2 separate regions of the Mus musculus genome follow, and region 2 is linked to region 1. Evidence: chromatin contacts called from public Hi-C data. All regions are on one chromosome and are shown on one strand. Each heading gives the region's core, a stretch centred on a gene start, on an enhancer-like site or on the middle of the called end of the contact. The rest is flanking DNA. Distances are from core to core; before and after follow the strand shown. Region 1 has its middle 6.0 kb from the start of Gm30392. Region 2 has its middle 64 kb from the start of Gm30392.

Region 1 (5,555 bases), core at 866-3,365:
TCTATATGTCCTTGGCTGTTTTAATCAATTTTTGAATTTGTTGAAATGCTTTTCAGTCTCTAACTCATGACAAAACCTTTTGGCTACCATTCTCAAGCACACATTATTTTATACTTGATGAACATAATTCATGCAGATTATGCCAGATGACTTGAGTAGGTCAGGATGAAGGGTGGAACCTTGTGGCGTAACAGTAGAATGTTTCTTTAAATCAAATCTTTACATACATTTTCTTTGATACTGGGATTGAGCCTAGGGCCTCATTTATACTAAACACTAGTTCTACCTTTAGGTGTTGTGTTTGGCTGTTTTTCAGCTGAAGATATACCAACTAGCTATAGCTTTGTGTAGAATGGCAAAGAGATGAGAGAACATAATTTGGGGCCAAGTGAACATAAGTTTGAGTCTTACTATACCATGGTTTAGGGGAGCTTCCCTAGCACTTCACTGTTCAATGTCTTCCTCTCTGAAGCAGGGACAATCATGCCAGGCACAGTTTTGTGAGGCGGGTTACAGACAGCAGTGAGAATTAACCAAGCAGAGGGGTTAAGATGCAGGCTTTGGGATAATGTACTTGAATCTGTAAAACGTCTTTCTTATGTTGTCTTCTCAGCCAAGTAAGCTAATTTCTCTGTGTTTTAGTTTATTTGTCTTTAATATGGGGGATAATCACTGTACTTACTACTTCATAAGATTATTATGAAGATTGAATTAATGTGTATAAAGCATTTACAATATTTTTTAATCTTAAAGTTTCCTTTATTTTGCCCATTATTTGTGCATGTCCGCGTGCGTGCGTGTGCGTGTGTGTATGTGCGCGCGTGTGTGTGTGGGTAGGTCAGAGGACAATGTTGAAGTGTTATTTGTGGCCTTCCACCTTCTTTTTCAGGCAGGGCTTCCCTTGTGTAAGCTGTGCTGTGTACTCCAGGCATCTTAGGGTTTTCATTGCTGTGATAAAACATCCTGACCCAAAGCAATTTGGGGGAGGAGAAGGTTTATTTAAGCTTACAGTTAAGTTGTTGGAACTCAAAAAAGGCAAGAAGTTGGAGGCAGGAGCTGATGCAGAAAGTGTGGAGGATGCTGCTTACTGGCTTGCTCCCTATGGATTACTCAGCCTGCTTTCTTACAGAACCCAGGACCACTGGCCCAGGGATGGCACCAGTTATACTGAGATAGGCTGGGCCCTCCCCAGGGGAAGCTGTGGCAGCTGGTTACAGTGTGCACTGTCAGCAAACAGGCTGATGATTCTATTGTTCAGGTCACCTTTCCCCCTTTCAGTGGTTCCCAACCTTCCTAACGCTGTGACCCTTTAATATAGTTCCTCATGTTGTAGTGACCCCCCCAACCATAAAGTTATCTTTGTTGCTACTTCAGAAGCATAGTAATTTTGCTACAGTTATGAATCATAATATAAATTTTCTGATGATCTTAGGAGACCACTGTAAAAAGGTAGTTTGGCACCAAAGGAGTCGAGTCCCACAAGTTGAGAACCACGCGCGCTATCCCTTTCATTCATCCCAGGACCCCAGCTTTTCAGCAGAGTTATTTTGGAAGAGGAAACACCATTTAAGAAAATGCTCCCACTGGATTGGCTTGTGGATAAGACTTACAAAGTAATTAAGGTAGGCTTTCCCATCTTAATTATCTACCAGTCTAATCTAGACAGCCCCTCCCAGGCATGCCCAGAGGCTAACCGAATCTAACTAATCACTCCCATGCATGCCCAAAGACAGGTGATTAGAGATTTTGTCAAATGTACAGTCACTAACTGCAAATTTTGCCAAGTTAGTTACTGTCTTAGAGCTTTCTCCTTCCTTCCTTCCTTCCTTCCTTCCTTCCTTCCTTCCTTCCTTCCTTCCTTCCTTCCTTCCTTCCTTCCTTCTTTCCTTTTTTTCCCTTACTTTATTAGTGGACATTTGTTTTACAAAGCAGCAGGTAAACAAAGCTTACAAGTCTCTGAAAACTGCAGAAATTTACAAGCTCCCCAAGGTTAAATCAGCAGTGAAAATTGTTAGAGAAGACTTTCTAGGCAACCAGCCCAGTTTCCTGCACATTGTGTGGGAGGCTCCAGAGATGCACCCTTTTATGAGTCTATGCCTATGCTGCCTGAGCTTTTCAGTGATGTAGCCACCTTTGAGTCATCTCTGCTCCTGAAAACCTCCACCTGCTCTCCTGTAAGTATCTCCAGTAAACCTATTGGTTCATTGAAGGAGACATTATGCTTATATTATACTTAGTATCATCAGCTTCTTATCTGGGGTGAATAGATGCTCGTTCACCTCTCCCTAGGAGAAGTCGTGTAAGAGATACTAAGGGGGCTGCCATGGAACTTTCAAGATGTCTCAGCAGGTAAAGATGCTGCTGCAGAAGCCTGACAACCTGAGTTTTATTTTTGGAACCCACATTAAAAGATGAACAGATACATACATCTATTTCTCCAGGGCACAAAGGACATGATGGGAGGAGAGCACAGTGGACTGCCTGAAAGCCCACAAACCAGCTAGCCTGATACGCTGGATAGTTTTATGTCAACTTGATACAAGCTAGAGTCAGTTTCGAAGAGGAGTCTGTGGAAGGAGAGACAGGAGAGAGTAATTAGAAATGAATATGATCAAAGTACATGATATACTTGAACAAAACTGTTATCCCCAAATCCACTGCTTGGTACAACCGATGCTCACTAATAAACTTATTAAAGAAAGAAAGAAACAAGAAAATACAAAAGCTCTGAGACAGCAATTAACTTGGGCAAATTTGAGTAGTTAGTAAGCAGTAGCTCCAGGACCCGCATCCATTAGCCACTGATGCCTAAGCATCCTTCGAGCTGCCCCAGGACAAGGGCTAACACAAGTGGGGCAGTGACCTTGTCTGAGAGTCAGGAATGACCTTGTCTTTAGTCAGTAAAATCTCTATGCCTTAGGCACTTAGAGATAATGGTGTTGGTGGTTTTGTTTTGTTTTGTTTTTAATCTTGTAACAGTGTCCCAACAGGATGGTTTGTGTTAGACAGAATGAGGTTCCAGAGCTTGGGTTTCACAGCTTCAAAGTATACTTCATCTGGGCCTTTGAGGTTTTTGTACAGCTCCCCACTGTGTCCTTGGTATTGTGTCTCCCCGAAGGCAGTGGTACATAGTGGAGTCTGATCACTGGACTGAATATTTCACAATGGGTGAAGTTCTTTTCTTTAAGATTTTTGGCTCCAAAGGTTTGTTTGTTTGTTTATTTATTTATTTATTTATTATTTTTTTTATTGTCTTCTCTATCTTAAGAAACTGAGCATTGTTGTTGGAATGTTGAACATCCCAGGAAAGAGTAGGGTACTCCTTTGGTGTATAATTGTGATCCATAGTCACATCTGTTCCTTCTGACACAAGCGTTTGGCTTATGTGTTAACTGAATTGCCACTAGTTCCTCTTGCAAGGGAAAAATGCTTGTTTTATAGGTTTGACCAGAATCATGATCAGAAAGCTTTTAAGATTTTCGAGAGTATAAAAGTTATTCATATAAAATGGACTCACCAAACGTGAAGACCAGAATTAGAGAGTGCAGGGTTTAGTCTGCCAGTAGGATCCCACTGACTTGAAGCAGCTAAGAAACCACAAGACAGGCTCATGCATCCATTTTGCCTCTTGGTGGATAGCACCTCCATGTGGCAAGTCGATGAAATAAAGACTGTAAAATACTCATCTGCTTCCTAGCACTCCTGCTCTCTCTAGAGTCCATTCCTATGAGACACTGGGAGGACTTGGGTCTCGTAGGCAGAGGAGTCAACATATCCTCATCAACATGGCCTCTAGGGCACATATTCATTAGCTCGGACACATCATGCCATGTCAGAATCTAGACATGAAAGAGATGTATGAGTGTGTGCACATATGTATGCACACATATGTGTGTGTACATGCGTGCACATATGTGTATGTGCTTGTTTTCTTTATCTTCTAACAATGTCCAAACAGGCCTGACAGTGTGGGAGAGACACTTCTCTACTCGAGTCAGATATGCACCACATCTGGCTTGTTTGGGTTCTTGATTCTTTTTCTTTCTTTTCCAGGTGTGGTATTTCTGTAGCTTCTTAGAACTGGAAAATCTTTTCTTCAACAACGTAGCTTTTTATTTAAACTAGAAGTAGGTTGAGTATTTTCGGTGTTTTTTTCGAGTTGCATATTGAGTGGCTCAGGGTGAGTGAAGGGGTCCAGGAAAGGCTCTCGGAATAACAGAGACGATATGAGAAAGGATTCTATGAGCACATGCATGCATGCCTGCTTGTTATTTTCACTATTTCTACAGGTGAAAAATCAATCTATTTATTCATATGCTTGTTTTTTAGTTTTTGAAGTGCTGGAGATTAAACTGAGGGTCTTTTGCACACGAGGCAAGTATTCTATCATGGTTCTAAATTACCAGCTCTTTCTCTATTTACATTTTTCTTTCTTCTTTCATATTTTAAGATTAGTCATGAGCCGTCATACCTAGCCCAGAATTCCTTTGTTTTCTCCTCCTCTTCCTCCTCCTCCTCCTCTTCTTCCTCTTTCTCCTCTTCCTGTTCCTTCATTTTTTTAGACAGGGCTTCTATGTGTGGCTCTTGGCTGTCCTGGAACTCACTCTGTTGACCAAGCTGGTCTTGAACTCACAGAAGTCTTCCTGCCTCTGCCTCCCAAGTGCTGGGCATAGGATTTGCTGACAGAATCAGGGACAGGACAATCATGAGTTTGAGGCCATCCTGGGCTACACATCTGTTTTTCTTTTTCCTTTCCCTTCCTTTCCTTTTCTCCCCCAACCCCGCCCCCGGCATGGGTGGCGCATGCCTTTAGTTCCAGAATTTGGGAGGCAAAGGCAGATGCATTTTTGTAACTTCAAGGCCATTCTGGTCTGCAGAATGAGTTTCAGGACAACCAAGGCTACACAGAGAAGCCCTGCCTCAAAAATCAATAACAAAAACAAAGAAACAAAAAGACCACAAAGCAACAGCCTTCTTCTTCTGTTTTTTTTTTTTTCCCCAAAGCAAATTAGAAAGTTTATTCTGGAAACAAACATTAATAATCATGGCCTAAGAACACAGGTTCAGGTCACCCCGTTTAAATCTTCTAACATAGTAATACTTGATCAAGTTTTATGGTAACAGAACAAAAAAAGTCATAAATTAAGGTTCTGTATTGGTTTGTTTTTTGTCAATGTGACACACATTTACAGAGAGTTGAAATTGAACTAGCTCTATGAAACTGGTCTATAGGCATGCCTCTGACAGATTTTCATAATTAATGAATGATACAAATGGATTGACCCACTTATGGTGGATGTTGTACCATTCTTTGGTTCTCAGCTATTTGAAGAGCTTAGCTAAACATGGACAGGGAAAAACCAGGAACAGCACGGCCGTTGGCTTTGTCTTGAGTTTCCTGCCTGTCTTCTTTCAAAGATGGAGAATGAATTGTAAACTGTAAGGCAAATCAACTCTTTTTTTCACTAAGATGCTTTTAGTCATGGTGTTTATCAGAAAAACAGAAAACAAAGTTAGGGCAGACACTTTAAAAATACACTGGTGAAAACATTACA
Region 2 (6,052 bases), core at 738-3,237, 58 kb before region 1:
GAAGGTATAGAAACAGGTTGCAGTTTCTAGGGGAATCTAATTCTCTCTCTGTCTCTGTCTCTGTCTCTGTCTCTGTCTCTCTGTGCATGTGTGTGTGTGTGAGAGAGACAGAGACAGAGAGACAAAGAGACAGACAGAGACAGAGAGAGCATAATGATGAATCAGAGCTGTGGTATCCTAGGAAGTCCTAGGTAATTACCCAGCCTGAATTTCTCCTGGAGCTTCTGGATAGTGCCAGATGTGCTCAGGCCTCTGTGCACCACCCCACAGAGCAGGCATCCAGAGCCAACCTCCTCTTCCAGGCTGTTCCTCACGTCTGGGAACACATCAAAGGAGGCTTGATATTCATAACCGCTGTGAGTCATTTTCACATAGAGCTGCAGGGAGCTGCCTGCACTGCTGCTTGCTGTATTCAACCCTTTGTAGGAGCAGCTGAGCTAAACCAATCCCCTATTATGGGCGAGAGTAGAGCCCTCCTGGGAGACCTGATTTACCCCCCACACCCCTATGCTGAATATAAAAAGCTCTTTTTTTTAAATTTGAGAAATAGTTATTAAAACATCCTCAGTCTTGGACTAGGCAACTTCAGAGCCCACAGGAACAGCTCGGCAGGTTTCTTCCACAAGGGTGTGACCACCCCAGGCCCTGTTGTTGGTGTCAATGACATCTGAAGCCTCCGGGTTTGTTTCCTTCAGAGGACAAAGAATGTCAACAAGAGTCCAACCACAGCCACAATTCTTCTCTACTGGAAAACAAGTGTTGCCAGGTCCTGCTGAGTTGGCCTATTGTTGGAAACTGTATTCTGTGTGCCATCCTTTGAGGGCTGACAGAAGCTTGGGAAGGCAAAGCTGCAAGATGGTAGGAGCTGGAAGAGGACTCAGTCATCATCTAATCCCAGGACCTCAAGTTACACATCACAGATGAGGCATGAACAGGATACAGGCTGTTTAAGGTCACTCAGACAGGCAGAGTTTTTGGCATCTGGAGTCACTCTCAAGGGACTGGAAAGCAGTGGCAGGTCACCTTGGTGTCCATGGAGGGCTAAAGAGAGGAAAGGGATGAAGACCAGGAGAGATGAGGCTGTTTCTTAGTTCCATGCCCGAGTTCCTCTGTGTGGAAAGTGACTGAATTATTTACCTCAATATCACTGTTTTAATGAATGACTCCGAGAAGTCCTGGTAACCATGGGTTTTGTGGTTAGTGGAGGACAGTCCAGTTTCTCAACAGGCCAAAGAGGGGTGCCTAGATTTGTACCCTGTTCTCAGAAACCACCCAAGGCTTTTAAATACCCTGGCTTAGAAGAACTCAATAGGGTATTGTTGTACTGGGTAAATGGTGAAAAAAAGAAAGAAGGAAAGAAAGAAAGGAAGAAAGAAAGAGAGAAGGAAAGAAAAAAGAATTATAGAAATACAGAAAAGAAGCAGCCAAGTTGTCTGGCTTCAGACCTGGGACACACCACACAGCTGTGTCTTCCAGGCTGTGTTGTTTCTGCTGCCAGCAGGAGTGGACCCCTACTTTAGTTTTGGACAGCTTAGAAAGCAAGTCCCCATATGTAGGTGCATCCTAATGCATTCTGGTCATGCGATATCTTTTCCGTCTGCTACAGAAGCAAGCACAGTTTGCTCTTTAAAATGCCCAGAGCTCCTTTTCCCATTTGGGGATTGTGGTGAAAGGTCAGACCACTGAGCTTGTCTAGTGGTAATAGGGGTTCTAGATAAATGAACCCCCAAGGTCTGCCAAGGAGATGAGAGAGCAGCAGACACCCCAGGGGAGGAACGTGACAGCAGAAAGCTACACAGGGTCTCTCACCTTTTGCTAGTAATTTGCCCTGTACCTCTATTTGGAGATGCCTTGTAATCTCCAAGTCCACACCTCTCTGTCACTCTGTCACCCCCTTTCTCTTGTTATTACCTTGTCAACAATAGTAGCCACCAACTTAAAGGACAACTGCAGCAGGATGCAGTGAGTGACTGGGTAGCTGCCTCCTGTTTAATAAACAGAGAAAGATTGTTTTGCAGCATCTCTCCATATGCTGTGGCATCTGTAACTGGCATGTAAGGGACTCATTTTCCTCACATATCTCATTAAAGATGCAAAGCAAAATGGAGGGCTTCAAGCCCGGGCTCTCCAGGAGCCTGCCCGTACTTTACATTTCTTACCATCTGCTGCCATCTAGTGGTCCCCTGACTCTTCTTCATGGCAAGATCAGAATCAGAGGCAGTCTCAGCTTTGGAGAAACAGGCATAGGATATTAAGAACAATGAAGTAGAACAAAATGATAACCATGGCCTCCTCAGATCTCTTGTTATCAACTGATGCCCACCTGGGCCACCTTGGAACTGCCTCCCGGAGCCGGAGAGCCCCCCAATAGATTCCCTCACCGAACTGATTTTAAATGTTAATTATAAAAACTTAGCATACATACTTGGAAGATCTTGTGAGCCTCAAGGCAAATTCTTTGGCCGGGACCCTGAATCCCCTCCACTTCGTGCTAAATTCCTTATATATTGAGAAACCCCTTAGAGGTTGGGGAGAAAAAGGCTTAGAACAGAACGGGAACCCCATGTATCTTTCCTGCAGTCCATCCACTTACTTCCATAGAGAATCCCTGGAGGCTCAAGTTAGTCCAAGGCTAATGGTGCTCCAAGTACCACATTTCCTGAGGCTGACCTTGTCTGCTCCATTGTCTGTGTCGGCATCAGAGTGTGTCCTCAGCCTTGATCCATCGGCTTGAGGTTCAGGGTAGCTAGAAAACCTCCCCTAGGAAGAAGGCATAAAGCGACACGAAGAGCTGAACTTATTGCAGCTCCTGAGCATGGCAAGCAGCACCCGGGCAGGGCAGGGCACACAGCAGCTGTGGGTTTATGCATAGGGTGCAGGTGCTTGTGCACCACTGTGTGCTCATAACAGAGAAGGATGGAAGCTACTCCTGGGCTGGGGACCTAGACGCAAAGAATGATGCTGCTTCTTTTCCTTTTTGGTCCTTAAACCAAGCAGTTAATGTCTTTTTCCATAAGCCTTGACATGTGCTCATTAATTTCATTAATTGATTCATCCTTTCATATGTACTCGACATTTCAATATTCAGCAAACGAGACACGAAAGCTAGCGAATGACACAGTCTGAGTCCTCAAGGATATTATTGTTAGAGCAGGGAGAGAGAAAGAAGGATGGCAGTCAAGGTGGCATCAATTCTCCAAATGGAAAAAAAAACATCTACACAGAAAATTGGGTCTCACTAAAGACTGGGTCACAGGAGTAGACAAGTCAAACTGCCCAGGGAATCAAGATGGTAAAATGTTCTCTAAAATGTGTGGGCTCTTAAAGTCCCAATAACCTCCAGCCTGTTCTCTAGCTGTCAGTTATCTTCCCCAGGGAAGAAAGATAATGAGTGACACGGGGGTGGGGGGTGGGGGGGTGGGGGGTGGGGATGAGGATGGGGGCGGGGGTGGGGGCGGGATACTCCAGAGCCCAAATACATTGATCTACAACAGATTCCTCCCCTTCTCGCTATTATTATTCATGCATTGATTGACATGTTCATTCATCATTCATTCAAAAATCCATACTGTCCCAGCACTGACACTACAGTCACAACAACAACAACAACAACAACAACAACAACAACAACAACAACAACCAGGTTCCCAGGTTTCCCCACCAGCTGACAGAGAAGGCCAATTCACTGCCGTGCTTGCCCCCATCTTCCAGTACTTCATTAGTTAAGTATATGTCCACCTTTTGATGCTTGTAGGTGTCTGCTCATCTGGTACCCACTTCCTCCCTGATGCACAGAGTGTCCTGCTGGTTTCCCCTCACAATCCCATCAATCTTTGTCCTTAGGGTGACTGTGGCTCCCAGGCACTGCCATCTGGCAGGGGGGTGGTCACAGAGAACACTTCATTTGTTATATAGAAATAGTCTTCAAATAAGCAAAGAGAAGAACCTCTCTCTTAAAAGCAAATTAGACTCTATCCTGCAATGTTGTTTAATATGCCTTGGGAGGAGGAAATTCGATTATGCCAAAATTTCAAAAGCCTGGGCTCCTATGATAAAGGCGTTTATATTCCCCGGCGATAATGCCCAGTGAAAGGGGGGCTATTCTGAGACCAGGCAGTCGAGGGAGAGATTTTATGTAATTTAAATTTACACAGATTTGGCCTCTTAAATTTACTGACAAGCAGCAAGAAGCTTTGATACCAGCTCCCCAGGAACATAACCTTTAACAGAAAAATGTTGGTCAGAAAGAGCTCAAAAGAGTGTATGTAATACTGTTCCTTTAGTCTTCAGAATGCATGTGTGGGAAAATGACTTGTTCAGACAAGGTTGGACATTAGCTCATGCCTTTCAGTACCTTGCCTTTTTCTTTCACTCTTGTGCAGTCTTTGCCTCAACTCAGAACAGCTTAGATTTATTCCCCCCTCCCCACCTTTGCCTTGGTGCCTAGTTTCCTTCTTAGCAAGCCACATGGAACTGGGGACTGAAGTAAAACGCAGCCGGAAGCCTAGTCCTTTAACAGTCCTGTTGCTGGGGGCATAGCTTGCCAGGGATCCATTGGTACTAGGTGGCCTGTGATTTTCTGTAGCTCCTAGGACCTGGGACACAGCTGGCTGGCTGTTTTGTCTGGTGACCTGCAGACAGACTGGGACACAATGGTATTTTCTTCTCTTCCTTCATAGACAGGTCCTGATCTAGGACCCATGGTGGAGGGAAAGACCCAAGTCCTTGTCTGGAAATGTCATAGAAGGGAGGTAGGCCAAGCTTCAGTGGCTCGTTGGGGTGTCTGTTGCTGTCGCCCTTGGTTGTCCCCGCTGAGCTCGCAGTTTGGCAGTCTGAGTAGGATTGTGAAGATATTCCAAGTTTCACCAAAAGAAAAGCGGTCATCTGCTTTTCAGGTATCAGGTTCTTCTATAAGCAATTCTTGGCTCCAAAGCTGCTTTATAATCTTTGGTCTGAAGCAAGACTCTAGACCCTTCTGAGGGTTGAGGGGGAGGCAGTTCATCAATTTCCTTGTTATAAAGTCAAAAGGCTGAACCATAGCATTAACTGGACACTGGCCCCAAGTGCCTAGGAGCAGGAGGCCCAGGCCCACCTCATTTCCCTAGTGTACTTAAGCCATGTGTGTCCCTAGCAGTCTGTCTGTCCCTGAGAGCATGCTGCTGCTGCTGCTCCAACAGTCTGCCTCATATAAAAATGGGAGGGGAGTCGCAGAGAAGCGTCCTCCCAGGCTCTTGAACACCTTTGAAGTCACACTGGATGATGAATGGGGTTGAGTCATTTGGCGACTCTGCCTAACTTCCTTTGTGTTTAAAACACGGATTTTGTTTTTGAAAGAGGAGGTATCTTCTAAAGATGTCTTTCAATATTCGTGGTTCCACAGTCACAGTAGCCATGCAGTCTTTGGTCTCCACGTGCATGTGACTCTCTATTGATCGTCATCACTAGTACATGGAATGGAAAGAAACGGTGTCCCCTGAAGCTCCTAGTCTGAATCAGTAGGTGCTTCTTACTGCGAAGGCAGTCAGGTATCCAGGCTTCTAGGTGCACAAGAACGTTATCCTTTCCTACCAAGGAAATGGCCAAGGTTTGAACTCAAAGACCACAATAGTCCAGGAATAAGTCTCAGCCCACTGAGGGTATCTGGTTGGCTCCGGCAGCCTACTCTTCCTCCCCCCCCCCCCCCCACGGGTATAGATTCTGTAGGAAAGGTGAATCTTTATAGGGACTTACTGAACAAGAATTTTGTATTTGGCCTTATTTCTACATTTCAATTTTGTTTTCAAAACAAGGTCTCATAATATAGTTCTGGTTGTCCAGGAACTCACTATGTAGACCAGGGTGGCCTTGAACTCACAGAGATCTACCTACCTCTGCTTCTCAAGTGCTGGAATGAAAGGCATGCATCACTATGCCTGGCTCTACATTTCAATTTTGTAGATGAGGAATCTGAGCCTCAAATTAGTTGGCTAGGACAGGGTCATTTACAAAGTAAGTAGTGGAGACAAAGTAAAAACTGGGCCTTTGCCTTTTCCAGCATACATGCTGAGTCCCT

The links. Hi-C and Micro-C count contacts between places; a contact is called where the count stands out from the background.
Region 2: a contact with region 1 is called in a Hi-C map of the P5424 cell line, with 2.7 times the contacts expected there. The contact joins two enhancer-like sites. A contact is called at or near these places in 1 of 15 datasets of contacts at CTCF or cohesin (CD8 T cells), 17 of 484 Hi-C or Micro-C datasets (CD8 T cells, CD8 central memory T cells, the G1E-ER4 cell line and 13 more) and 4 of 115 datasets of contacts at active chromatin or transcription factors (CD8 T cells, effector CD8 T cells, memory CD8 T cells and 1 more).

The regions. Positions count from the first base shown.
Region 1 is chr14:53,998,806-54,004,360 of GRCm38.p6, reverse strand. It overlaps Tcra, Tcrd and the pseudogene Trdv3. Among named protein-coding and RNA genes, the nearest start is that of Gm30392, 6.0 kb to the right of the region's middle. Within about 2 kb of position 2,115, at least 17 of the 459 cell types and tissues checked have an H3K27ac peak or open chromatin away from gene starts, as enhancers often do. A contact at or near this core is called in the P5424 cell line, where this site is marked.
Region 2 is chr14:54,056,091-54,062,142 of GRCm38.p6, reverse strand. It overlaps Tcra and Tcrd. Among named protein-coding and RNA genes, the nearest start is that of Gm30392, 64 kb to the right of the region's middle. Within about 2 kb of position 1,987, at least 59 of the 459 cell types and tissues checked have an H3K27ac peak or open chromatin away from gene starts, as enhancers often do. A contact at or near this core is called in the P5424 cell line, where this site is marked.